Linked DNA regions of Gossypium hirsutum: regions 2 and 3 are each linked to region 1. The links are chromatin contacts, called in public Hi-C maps. All regions are on one chromosome and are shown on one strand. Each heading gives the region's core, a stretch centred on a gene start, on an enhancer-like site or on the middle of the called end of the contact. The rest is flanking DNA. Distances are from core to core; before and after follow the strand shown.

The links. Hi-C and Micro-C count contacts between places; a contact is called where the count stands out from the background.
Region 2: a Hi-C map of leaf shows a contact between it and region 1, with 1.8 times the contacts expected there. The contact joins the promoter of LOC107894055 here to the promoter of LOC107894064 in region 1. A contact is called at or near these places in 2 of 34 Hi-C or Micro-C datasets (both in leaf).
Region 3: a Hi-C map of leaf shows a contact between it and region 1, with 2.1 times the contacts expected there. The contact joins the promoter of LOC107894054 here to the promoter of LOC107894064 in region 1. A contact is called at or near these places in 3 of 34 Hi-C or Micro-C datasets (all in leaf).

What each region holds. Positions count from the first base shown.
Region 1 is chrA13:13,929,817-13,934,207 of Gossypium_hirsutum_v2.1, forward strand. It overlaps LOC107894064 (transcription factor SRM1), which reads right to left and starts at 2,839. Exons shown (of 3, transcript XM_016819271.2): 1 at 2,670-2,839; 2 at 459-879. The coding sequence starts at 844. It overlaps LOC121212275 (14-3-3-like protein GF14 omega), which reads left to right and starts at 4,039. Exons shown (of 2, transcript XM_041084725.1): 1 at 4,039-4,233. The coding sequence starts at 4,039.
Region 2 is chrA13:13,703,166-13,707,597 of Gossypium_hirsutum_v2.1, forward strand. It overlaps LOC107894055 (tRNA (guanine(10)-N2)-methyltransferase homolog), which reads right to left and starts at 2,049. Exons shown (of 6, transcript XM_016819261.2): 1 at 1,688-2,049; 2 at 442-653. The coding sequence starts at 1,901.
Region 3 is chrA13:13,680,190-13,684,603 of Gossypium_hirsutum_v2.1, forward strand. LOC107894054 (E2F-associated phosphoprotein) reads left to right here and starts at 2,940. Exons shown (of 3, transcript XM_016819259.2): 1 at 2,940-3,276. The coding sequence starts at 3,165. LOC107894053 (E3 ubiquitin-protein ligase RING1-like) reads left to right here. Exons shown (of 2, transcript XM_016819258.2): 2 at 1,258-1,665.

The DNA of each region.
Region 1 (4,391 bases), core at 1,589-4,088:
GGTCATACAAGAGTAAATGATCTATCTTCCACGTGGTAACATTGAAATTCGATTTTCACTTAATTATTCACATCAGTTCAGAATATATTATTCATCTAATGGCCATCTACTCACTGAGAGACATAACGCACAGCAGTGAAAATGCCATAGAAGATCTAATCTACCTGACAACTAACTAAAAATAAGCAACCAATAGAATCTTTAATGGTGGAAAGCAATTCCTGGAGATGTTTTCTTTCTTCTTTTTTTTAAATAAAATTAAAGATTCTAAGTATGGATAGATATGAGATTCCAAAGCACAACAAATGCACAGAGTTGCTAAAAATAAAGCATGGAGAATAGTAAGTGTTAAAGTTTCGTAGGGCAAAACAAAATCAAGATGCTTATAAAGGACCTTCAATCAATCAAAATGAAAAACTGAAGATAAAAAATCTAAAATCAGAAGAACTGATTTTTACCTGTGCTCATCCTCTGTCCAAGCAATCCCCTTGCGACGTTCCTGATCTGACCTCGAACTCTTACTCCCCTGATTTGACTCACTGTTATAATGCCCTAAATTGCTGCTTCCTTTTTTACCAGTTCCTTCGTCACCAGCATGGCCGGCTGAACCATCAGAAGAATCGTACGGAGGGAGAGGCACACAACCAGATTCAATCTGGTTAATGTCATCCTCTAAAAGCTCATAGTGCTCTTTAATCTCTTCCAAAGTTTTCCCCGGCACATCAGCTGCAATTTTCTCCCACCGATCCGCAGAGTCCTCGGGATAGGTTGCAAGGGCATTCTCGAATGCCCTATCTTGGCCCCTACTCCACTCGGAGCTATTGCCAGCTTCTTCCACAGTCATCTAGGCTTGTCTCAATCCACTATCCAGAGTATCACCTGCAGGAAAAATGAACTGAATTCACTAAACGGTCAAATTAGGAAAGCTAGTAATGCATATCCAAAATCATGGATTTCCGAGAATAGTTCTCAGATTATTTCAGTAGTGGATTTCACTGACAACAGGTACAATGGAATGTTTAAATTACGGGGAAGAAGAGATATCAAACAAAAAAGAGTATGCAAAACAAGCAAAAATAGATCAAAAAATGCCAAGGTAGCTTAACCATAGATCAATTCCAATAAAATTCAGAAAGCCCCCATGGAGTATGTGAAGAATTCAATACTGGTTTGCTCCATCATTCAAAACCTGGACTTTTGTGAATTGTTGAGCTATTGATGAATGAAAAGACAACAAAGAAAAAAACCATAAAATCAAAGATAATAAATGGCATTTAAAACATTAAAAATTAGAGATTAGTGAATAGTGAACTTGATGGTAAGGTAGTTAGGGTTTCTGACTCTGAAATATATATATTAAAGAGACAATGCAACCAAACAAGGAAGAAAACCCAGAAAGCTATTCAGAATTCAAGTTGCTATTTTCAAATCCAACAAAAACTCAATAAATCCAAAAGGCTACTTGATATAGTTTAACCCAGAGTCCACATAAAATTATCCTGCTACTGCTTAATATATATATATATATGTATAGCAGCAAATTCTTCAGCTCCTCATTCTTTGTTTTCTTTTGCTAATTACATGCTTAGAAGAATCAACAGTACTTAGCAAAGAATTCAAAAGATCTCCCTTTCAAGTTTATATAAGAAACAAGAAAATAAAAATCAATTAAAGCACCCAAAAGTACAATTTGCATTTATGAGGATACTTTAAGTTTCATTTCACGGTTTTATATTTTCTTCTAAAAAAAAATCATCAAACTTTAAGCAATAATCAAAAGAATTTTCGGGTAATAACAAAAATAGGAAACAAACTTCCTTAAAAAAAAAAAACTTTCAACGATGCCAAAAGAAGTAAAACCCAATTCAAGGGTTCCTTCAGAAATATATATATAATTTAATTTTCTCATTGAAGATTCCTACACAGTAATTCCAGGACTAAAGCAGAAAAAAGCTAACCTCATATTCCTTGCTGTTTCACTGTAGAAATCACCATAAAATTGAAAGGCAAGCTACAACTAATATCAAGATTCTGACACTTGAACCAACCAAACAAATAAAAATCTAACCTTTGATGGAGCCAAATCCTACTCCATCCACTATCAACCTTTCCAATTTTTCTTTTTCTTTTTTTTTTTCCAAAATGTGTAAATACTTCTGCAATAAGTTTATATTATTTAAAGTACATGTAAAATTTTAACAACAAACAAGCATAAAATTCAAAAAAAGGAAAAAAAATATACCCAAAAAAGAAAATCTCAAAAAAAGAACCAATTATTTGACAAATTTACGAAGGGCTTAGTACATACAAATTATAGATGATGTTGATGGGTTATCCTGAAAGTATCTACAAAGGAAGTTGCAGGATGGGTCAATTGTCCCATCACTTCCTGCAATAACTTTGCTACAAATTGTTACAGCTGGGATTGAAAAGCCTTACACCCTTCATCCCAAGTTGCTCAACATACACATTACACTCTAATCTGCCATTAATTTCTGCCAATATCATAACAAAGAGAAACTAAATATATTTTATATTAAAAAAACCCCACTTTTTCAGAGGAAAAAATCCCAAAAAAATTAACAAATTTAGATATCAGTAGAGAGATGTCATACTAATACTATAAGCATCCATAATCATTGACTATAAAATCATTACCTTTCTCTTACTTTTTCTTTTTCTTTTTTTTCTTTTCCTCGGTGCTTCTTGTTGGATAGATAGAATAAGAAATTAAGGAAGAAAAAAAAAAGCAAAACAAAGTTTCAATATTTAATTTTATCAACAAGGTTACTCTTTTGGTCTTGTCTTTTCTCTTTTTTTTCTTTTATCTGGGTTTCTCGCCTTATTTTATAGCTTTTAATCTAAAATATATATTTTTAAAATGGGGTATTTTTATTTTGTTAAATTATGTTTTGATCCTTCTACAATATTAAATTTGATATTTAGTCTCTAAATTTTAATTTGATAAGAAAAGATAAAAAGAAAAATTTATATATAGAATTACTAAACAAAAACGAAAAATAATAAAATTTTCATTTATTTTAGAACAAAAAAGTTCAAAAATTTTAACACCTATTCAACATAAAATCAAGTTGCAATTGTAAAAGTAGAAAAATCGTGAAATTAAAGTATGTCAATTTTAAGTATAATAAAGGGATCAAAATTACAATTTGACGCTTTTTTAATTTAATATTACCCTTTTATGAAGCAAAAGGCAAAGACCGAGTAAAGTGGACCTTTTGGGATGCTTAATTTGGGAATCCAACATTGTAAACAGATGTATTTGGTTTATGCCTTTTTATTACATTTAGGGATAAACTAGAAGTGTGACTGTCTAGATACAATGTGCAAGCTGTCATGTAATAATGAAAGAACAAACCAACCATTTTTTGCCACGTAGGCAATAAGTCAAAATTCACGATTCTAGCAAACCACATGCTCCCTGGCCCATGGTTTTAATTATTGCAATTTATTGTGTTTCCACTTTCCACTCTTTCACACACAATTTAATTAGTAAGGTGGACAAGTAAAAAATTATTTTAGGGCGAAAATAAATTTTAATTTTTATGATATTAAAAATATAATTTTTAAAAAATTAAATTAAAATTTTATTATTTTTATAAAATTAAAGTATAATTTTTTAAATTTAAAATTTTAAAGAATTAAAATAAAAAAAAATTATTTTAGAGAAATGGAGACTTGTGCCAACTCCTAAATTCACCCCTAATCATAAGGTTGATGTCCTTGCTTAACTTTTTTTCTTTAAAATATTTCAAAATTCTAGTTTTCTTTTCATTAGAAGTAATAATTGATTAAGTAAATTACATTAATAATCATCCAATTATAAATAATTTTTATTTTTATCACTTAATTATAAAAAAATTATTTGATTAGTAACATTTTGAAAAATAATTTTTTTTCACCTCGGATGTTAAATTCCAACGGAGGCACTCTTTCATTGGTTTAATAACAAAGTTAGTCCCTCAAATCACCACTCATAACCATGGCACCCCTTCCCCACGCGGCGAAGACGTCTACATGGCCAAACTCACTGAGCAAGTCGAGCGCTATGAGGAGATGGTCAAGTTCATAGAGAATGCCGCCTCTGCCATCTCCCACCCCGACGAACTCTCCATCAAGGAACACAACCTCCTCTGTCGCATACAAGAACGTCACCATGCGTCCGTTGCGCCTCATGGAAGATCGTCTCCTCCATCGAGCAGAAAGAGGAAGGTCATGGCAATGCCAACCACGATGTTGTGATCCTCCAGTACATATTCAAGATCGAGGCCGAGTTGTCGGAAGTATGCACTGGAATTTTGAAGCTCCTTGATAAGAACATTGTTCCAACTACTGGAAACAGGGATACTAAGGTTGTTTTATGAAAATGA
Region 2 (4,432 bases), core at 799-3,298, 230 kb before region 1:
TTGATTACAGTTACCATAGCAAATACGATCTATCTACCTCCAGACTTCATTTCAATATGCGTTCTATACATATTCGGGGATATGGTAAAACTTAAAAAGAAAACAAAGCATACATGTGCTAGACACATGCCCATCCAACATTCACCATGAGTCAAGTAACATAAAATACAATTAAAGAAAAAGCACCAAAATATGAAAATATAACATCTTTGTTGCTCGGATTCTAATTCTTCTTGAAGTACCTGATATAGGATACAAACTCCAAGGATCCTCCAAATACATGCCTGTATCAGAACACTCACTCACGAGTCCGAGTAACATATTATAACATTTTATTTTTCCTTTTACTCTACATGCCCCAGCTATGGCTTTAATGTTCCAAAGGAAACCGGTCATTCAAAGCAAACTTCAGGATCAAGAAAATCATATTAAGAACCAAACCTTAAAAGAAATATATGAAAGCCCCCGAATCCGTTCATTCTGCTCCAGAAGGCTCATAACCTTCCCAAAACTATCCACGGTAATCTTAAACGTACTTTCAGACCCCAAATATGGCAACTTTCGCTCATCAGGGTAGCTTTTAACAGCCTCTTCAAGCTCCTCATAGCTACCTCCTTCTCCCCAAAGTTCATATATTCCCTTCACAAGTATACCTACAAAGGGATTCACAAAACTTCTTAGAATGAAAAAAAAAGGTTCAAACTATGATTTTGGTCCCTCTATTCTGCTCAAAATTGGAATTTAATCATATTATAATTCAATCCTTCTTTGTGTGTAAACCCAGGGTGTCCTCAAGTCATATTGAACTTAAGAATAGTCCTTATCGACCCGAGAGTTAAAGTATTCCCAACAAGTGCGCTTCCAAGATTCAAACTTGTGTTCCCACCCTCAGATGAGATCACTACAACCTTAAACTACAGCCTGTGGTATAATCCATTATTTTACTTTCAAAATATTAACTAACACCGCTAACCATTCCTCTAGTTTTAGCATAATATACTTTTATATTGCTCTAACTATGATTTTATTCCAAATAACTAAATACCATTAACTATTGCAATTAAAATATAAACGAAATAAGGTTAAAGTATATGCGAAGTCCATCTATTATAAGGACTAGATCAAATTAGTCCCTTTACTATTAAATGGATCAATTTAATCCCTATTCTATTAAAAAAAAATCAAATAAGACCAATTTGTAACAAGTTAACATTTACTATTTAAAAAATGACATAATTTTTTTTTCCTTATTTGCAGTTTAACTCCAAACAAAATGTTCTGTTTGCAGAATCATAAAAAGCTTTCAAAATATAACTCCTCGAAATTTAGAATCCAGAATCATTGGATTCTTTTTAATAGTGCATGTACTAAATTGATCCATTTATAATTTGATCTGGTCTCTATAATAGAGGGACATTCCAGTTACATTCACTAATGAAATCATGTAAGTTATGCAAATAGATTTTTTTTTTCAGATGTGTTTTCATCATTTTATGGGGAAAAAAAATCTAAATCAGCATTTTAATTGTGAGGATAATCGCTGTTAATTATTAGAATTATCAGACTATGCCAAACTAAAGTAAAAGACTAAATTCCAAGTTTAAGTATAGTAGAGGGACTAAAACCACAATTTGACTAAAAGACATTTTTTAAAATGAAAGAAATAGGAAGTGGCGGCAGTACTTACTTCGATTGGCGACGTTCTTGGCCACGTCCTCGGAAGGCAAGTCGACGAAATAGAAAGGGGAGTCGGGGTGATGGTGTTGAGGTAGCCGCCATTGTAGAACTCGGTTACCAGGGCGCCGTTTGTCTTCGAAAGCTCCGAAAAGGTCAGCCAGGGACTCGACTTCGGGTTTCCGGTAATCGAGCAGCCTGTGGTAAAACACACATAAATACCACATCGATTAATGTTGGGGAACAGTCTTTTTTTGCAAGCTTGAAGAAGGAGAATTCAACGAATGCCTGGCCAATAACGATCCAAATTCAAAAACCCCCATACCAAAAACCCTTCTCTTTTCAATCAAGGGACATACGGTGCCGTTTTAGTCAAAGCTAAAGCATAGATGGGTGGGTTGGATCTAAACTTGATAACGGTCGAGTCATGTCGATACAAAATTTTAGGCTTATTTTTCAGGCTTGACCTGGTTCATCCTTAAAATGACTTAAAATTTTATTCAAGCTCGATCTAAATTAAAAAATTTTAACCTAAGCCCGACTTGGCCTATCTATATTCAAAATTTTTAGATTATTTTTTTAATATAAGAACAAATTTTAAAAATATAATATATCGAATACACTAAAATATTAAAATAAATATTTCTCAATAATTGAAAATAAATTTTTAAAAAAGTATTTAATATTTATGCTTAAATAATCCTAATATAGGTTCAACTTAGAAAGCAAATGACTCTAAAATAGTAACAAAATTAATAATAAAACAGGAGCTATACAATATTCAAATTATAATAATAGAATAGTAACAATATAATAATGAAATGATAGCAAAACAACAGTGAAATGACAATAAAACAACAGTGAAACAACAACAAAATAATTGATTCGGATTGGGCCCAGGCCGAATATCCTACCCAACCCCAACTCGTTTAGAAAATGAGTCTTATTTTTTGTCCAAGTTTATTTTTTGGGTCTTTATTTTTGTCTAAACTCTTTCACTTTTTGGGCAGGCCTTCGCCAACCCATGATCAAGTCTAGTTGAATCCATTTGGATTCAAATAATTTGAGTTCTTAAATTTACAATCAGATTATTTTGGATTTAGTTTATTTTGGGTTCAAATTATTTTAAATTCAAGTATTTTAAATTAGGTTGTCAAATTTTCAAGATATTTTAAATTATAAGTTATGATGATGGATTATTTTAGTTTTAAATTATTTTAAATTTAGATTATTTTTAATTTAAATTATTTTTTAATTTGAATTGTTGCATTTTATACTAAATGGAGTTAAATAAGGGGTGCTATCATTCATAAAAATCTCCTAAATGGGCACTTGGGAGAAAAGCATACAGTAATTTTGTACCAATCAAAATAAATTTAAGGTGGTTTTTTTTAAGAGAAAAGTGGCTTTCTTAATAAATTATGAAAATGACCTATTTTCAATATTAATTATTGGAATGGCCTGAAATCTACAATAGACATCAATGCTGCCACTTCTTAAGGCGATACTACTCTAAAATTTTACCCAATCATCAGCCAATCATTTAGATATTGACTACATTCAAAAATAATTTTTTTTGTGCCACCAATTTTCCAGATGGCATCTGTATGTATTTTTTAAAATACATTTATTTTCACAGGTAATCCTGAAATAGAAAAAAAAATTAATTCTGGTGATAGCTCCAAATGTGGTGGCACCAGTGTCAATAATTTCTTTATTATTATTATTATTTTTTTTGGGTGCTGCCTCTTCATGTAAAGGCACCAAATTCTGTAAAAAAATTATTTTCTTGGTCCGAATTCCAAATGTGGCAACACTTGTGTGGAGTCACCAAAATCTGTAGAGAAAATAAAAATCTTGGTTTCAGCTTTAAGTGTCACACCCCAAAAACTAGTTTAGAATAATCGGGTTAATAAATTGAGGGTTTAAGTCGGATACCAAAATTAGTGTCGTAAATAATTAGTTAAAATTTCAGTAACCTCAGCCAGCTTGTCAAAAAAAAACATAATTAGGTTTTTATTTTATTAATCAACTTAAAACGAAATTCAATTGCGAGGTCTAATTTGAAAACAATGTGTTTTAATTGAGTTAGGACCTAATTGGAAAATTAGGTAAATTTAATTAAAATATTAATAATTAGACTTGACTATAAGTATTAATTATTGTATATAAATTAAAATCGGAATGCATTAAAAATTATAAAGTTAAATAAGTTCATAAAAAAATTGAGTAAATGTATAAGCTAATAAAGAATAGGTAAGTTGAGCCCGAAATAAATATATACAATTAATAAATAAAATTATGTAAGAAATGAGTTTTAAGTTTGATGGTTAAGTGCTATTTCTCTATCTTAAAGGTCCTTCCTTTTTTTATTATATATATATTTTTTATTTTCAATAAATTAGGATAAAAAACACACTAAAACAAATATATTTGAGGGAAAAACTAAAAAAGAAATAGGCTTAGGCCTAATGGGTAGCACACTAAGTTCCTTCCTAATTGACCCAAGTTTAAATCCCTTTTTTTTTCATAATTTCGCCAAAGACACTACAAACATTAAAATATGTAATTTTTAAGTGTAAAAATTGAGCAAGAATGAGTAACAGGCTCAATGGTAATGCGTTGGTACTCATTGAAACTAGGGTTTAAGCTGCTGCCTCCTTTCATTTTAATTTTAGATTCGGCAAAAATTTAGGAAAATTTGCAGATGTTGCCCCTAAGGTTAACAAACCCTAAGAATTGACTTAATTCTTTCCTA
Region 3 (4,414 bases), core at 1,690-4,189, 250 kb before region 1:
ACAGAAAATTGTAGGACCATGTGATTTTCTTATGGAATTCTTATTACTTATTTAGGCAACTGTTCAACATAAGAGAAAAAGTTAACTCTAACCTTATTTAAGTTGGGACATCCAATATATAACTAGAAATGTATGTAAATAAGTTGCAAGAGAAAAGGGGTGGTGGCTGAGTGTGAGAAATAAAAAATTTGAAAGGTATGTTATTTGTGTACATCCAATATATAATTTGTGACACTAAAATCATATATTGTGGAAGAATCTCCGGGCAAGTTCTGATGGTCATGTAATGTCTAGGTTGTGTATGTGGTGTTGTTCAATATTTCAATCTTAAGCTTGTTCCTTTAAAAGGCAGTTTGAATAAACTTGTGGTCCTAGTAGCCTAGGTTCTTAAGCGATTATATTTTTCTTCTGTGCAAATCTGGCAAATTGTTGTGGACATCTTGATACTTGGAAGGGCAAGTAGCTTTGATTATTCACTTTTAGTTCTGCATGTGGCTTTTCTTGCATTAACATACTGGCGAACTCAATCTGAACATATCTTAAATCCTGTTGAAATATCGGTAAATGAATCGATCTGGATGTAAAAATACAAATATCCATGGTGGAGTTGACTTTTTTTTAATCCATGTTTACTTGATAATTTTACCTCTCAGTGCATCAATCATCCCTAAGTAGCTAACTCTAACGTTGTAATGAGGTTGAATGTTATAGTTATTAAAATTTTAGGCTGCAATGGATCTCTTGTAGGTTTAGGATCATTCTATACCAACCAAGAAAGGTGAAAGGCCACATTTTAAAATTGATTAAAATGTTGAAATTTGTTTTTTGATAAAGAATTTATGCTGCAATTATTCCACAGTACTTGCTATTAATAGAACTGTCTCCTTCTACACTTGTTTTCTATGGTACTTGGTCAAAAAACTTGGGTATTTAGCGGATTCAGTCTATAGAAAGTAAATTTTTTCTGCTATTAAGACAAATGTTATTCATGAAGACCTTCATGCTTGGTGGAAAGGTGATATAGAAGTGTGGTTTTGTTATTTAAGCGTTGGAATTGGAAATAACATTTACTTACAGAACCTATTGTTTCTTGATTCATCAAGTAAAATTATGATATACACAAATCAGAGCTTCCCTCCTCCCCTATAGAACCTATGTTTGCATGGTGTAGTAGTAGTAGTTGCATTCAAATTTACTTTTATATGCATTTTCATGGTCAATTTGAATATACCCTAACTTGGATTTGATTTTTGGCAGCCTTGAAGTGCTGCAAAATATCAGGCATTTCTATCATGAGACGTGGTAATAGATCGACCTCTTTGGATGTCTGGAAAGCGGGGTATGTTCTAAATTAAACATGGAGAACTAAGATTAGAGTGGTTACATTTTAAGAAAATATTAGTTTTTGCCATTTGCTGGTATTATATGTATATCTGAATTCGCTTTGTTTGTTGCATGTGGGATTCAATTAGACTTCCATACATTGTTTGTTGTATAGATTCTTTGGTCCTTTTGCTCAAATTTGCAAACTACTAGAGTGTGAAAATGAACAAAAGGTTCCAAAGTAATGTAGAAAGACAACATGCATGTAGCATATGTTTCAATGTAGAGAATAATAATTTTCAATCATTAAATATATATTTTAAAAAGTAATATTTTTATTGATATGTTTGAGACATAGAGATATTTGATTGATACAAAGTTTCAAGTAAATTTTTTTTTTTAAAATTGTCATTATCTCATTTTCTTAATGTTTTTGTACTATATCCTATACCTACATGACACCCTGTCAATCTTGCTTGTGTGATAATATGCCAAATAGTTTTCTTAATCTAATGTGTAAAAGTAAATTAATTTTACACATTTTTGTAACCAAGTATTTGTTTGATGTAAAAGGAAAATTTAATGTTGAAGGGATATATTTTTTATCAATATGATATAAATCTGATTTTCTTAGTTTATGTTTATAACATGTATATTTATATTGAGTATTTCCAATAATTTAATCATTATAGTTTGATTAAACTTGGCCATCGTCGAAGCTTAAATATGAGCAAACTTCATATGCAATCCAAGTTTTAGTCAATACTTCCAATTGTATTTATGGGACGAAATAATTATATTTTAAGATAAATTTCTTGTATATTAAAAATTTCGAGGTAAGATGGTCTTTTATACTTTTGTTAACTACTTTTGAAATTAAAAGTACTAAAAACTATTTCTTGGAAATTTGAAATTCTTTATTTGTATTACTATTATATCTTCAGTCTGATTTTTTATGTAACTAATGTATTTATTTTTGGAAAAAAAATTATAAATACAATTTGAATCACTAAAATTAAAATTAATTATTACAAAGTTTAATTATATTTTGATGTATGTGAATGGAGAAATTCTAAGTAACTAGGATGTATTATATAAATTTAGATAAGAGTCTGTGTGAGTTAAATTAAAATAAATCTAAAAAGAATATATACATAATTTACTAAGACTTAAATTTGAAATATTAAAGCCTTCGTGACCTTAACTTCAAAACAACTCATTGGTATTTTGACTGATCAACGATGGAAATATTAGGTGGGCATTAAGTTAAATGATAAGGAATTGGATAATTCTTTAAGTAAGATTTTTTTTTGTTTATTTAGAGATTTAATTTAGCTTAATTTTAAATTTAATCGAAGTTAAATACGATTATTGAATCATTGAAGGGTCTCAGCTAATATATATATATAATGTAAAGTGAATTATTTATGAAAAATTATTTCAAGGGTTCTTAACATATTATTTATGATCTCAACCAATTAAAAATAAATATTTTATCTTTTTTTCACGTCATCTCTTCTTACTAACTATATATGTGACGTAAAAAAAAGATGATGTTATTTTTAATTAATAGCGACTATAAATGATGTGGTAAGGAGAGATCACAAAATAATCTCTCCTTATTTTGATGAGAATGACTGAATCATTTTGTACAGGCATGGACTCAATGGTGTTGGCCCATTCATAAGTGAAAAATGGGCCGTCCAAGTCAAGCTCGTTAAGCAACAGATTAAACCCTCAGTACTGGCGTCGTTCGTTGTGAGCTTGGCGGTGTAAGCGGTTTTTTTTTTAATTTTTTTCAGTTTCCGGCAAAACAAAAAAGTGCGGGCACCCACGAAATAATGGAAACGGAGAAGACAAAAACCACCACTTGCAGTAGCAATCAAGTATCGGAGATGGAAGAAGACACCACAACATCAAAAATGGATTCCCCCACCAATTCCCAGCAAACCAGTAGTTTTTTCTTCTCTTAGTCCTTTTATTCTCCTTTAATCTTCACTGGCTTCTCTACCATATATAATTGAAACTCCAGTAGAGAATTTAGCCCTCTTAGTGAATTTCTCGTAGTTTGGTTGCGATTTGTTGGCTAATTATATATATTAGTTAAATTCCAGTATTTAGAAATATTGATTTTGGTTATCCCCCGTTTCCATGCTATTTTTCTCTTTGGCTTCAAGGATCTCGACTAAATTCGAATTCGAGCTATGCGGGATGCTATTTCAGGGGCAAATTCTTCCAATGCTGTTTTCCCTTTACATGATTCAAACTAGAGACCTTGCCAAGCATTAGTCTTTTCCATGCTATCTTGAAACATGACAAGTTGGTATTGTTTAACATTTAAGGGTACCAACCAACGTTTGTTGGATCCGAGTACTTGGTACCCGTAATCAAGAAGTCTCTAGTTTGAATCTTGTGAAAGGAGGAAATAATGCTGGTAGCGTTTTGTCTTTCGTTTAGGAGCTCAACCCAACTTGACTCTAGATTTAGTCAGGTTCAATATTTGCCTTTTTATAGGATATAGAGTAATTTAGTTTTCAATCTATAGTACAATGGCCTGTGAAGTATTTTAGCCAATTATACATTCTAGGTAAAAACACCTCTCCAATCCCTCTCAATTTCGATATTGGGTAAATTGGTTCCTCTCAAAAAAATCACTTAATGTTAATGTTTTTCCGTCTATTTTAGATAATTTTGATTGGTATAGCAACAAATTTAGCCTTCAAAGTTTACATATCCTGTCTCTTTTTATATATTTTTTGAAGCTAAAGTTTTATATATTCTTTTTTAATTTTTATACTTTTTTTCAGATAAAGCTTTTTAGAATCTAGACCAAATTGACAGAATATGTAAATATTGAGGGCTTATTTGTTATTATACCAATTAAAATTACATATAATTGATGAAAAACATTAATGTCGTGATTAATTTTCCTTGGTTGCTCACTTTCGAAATTACAAGGACTGGATTGCTTCGATTTTTTGAGAGGGGCCAATTTGCTTAATATTAAAATTGAAAAGGGTAGGAGAGATGTTTTTACCTAAATTCATTAATATATTTGGTTTTGTAAGAAGTGGCAATAATATGAAGCAGC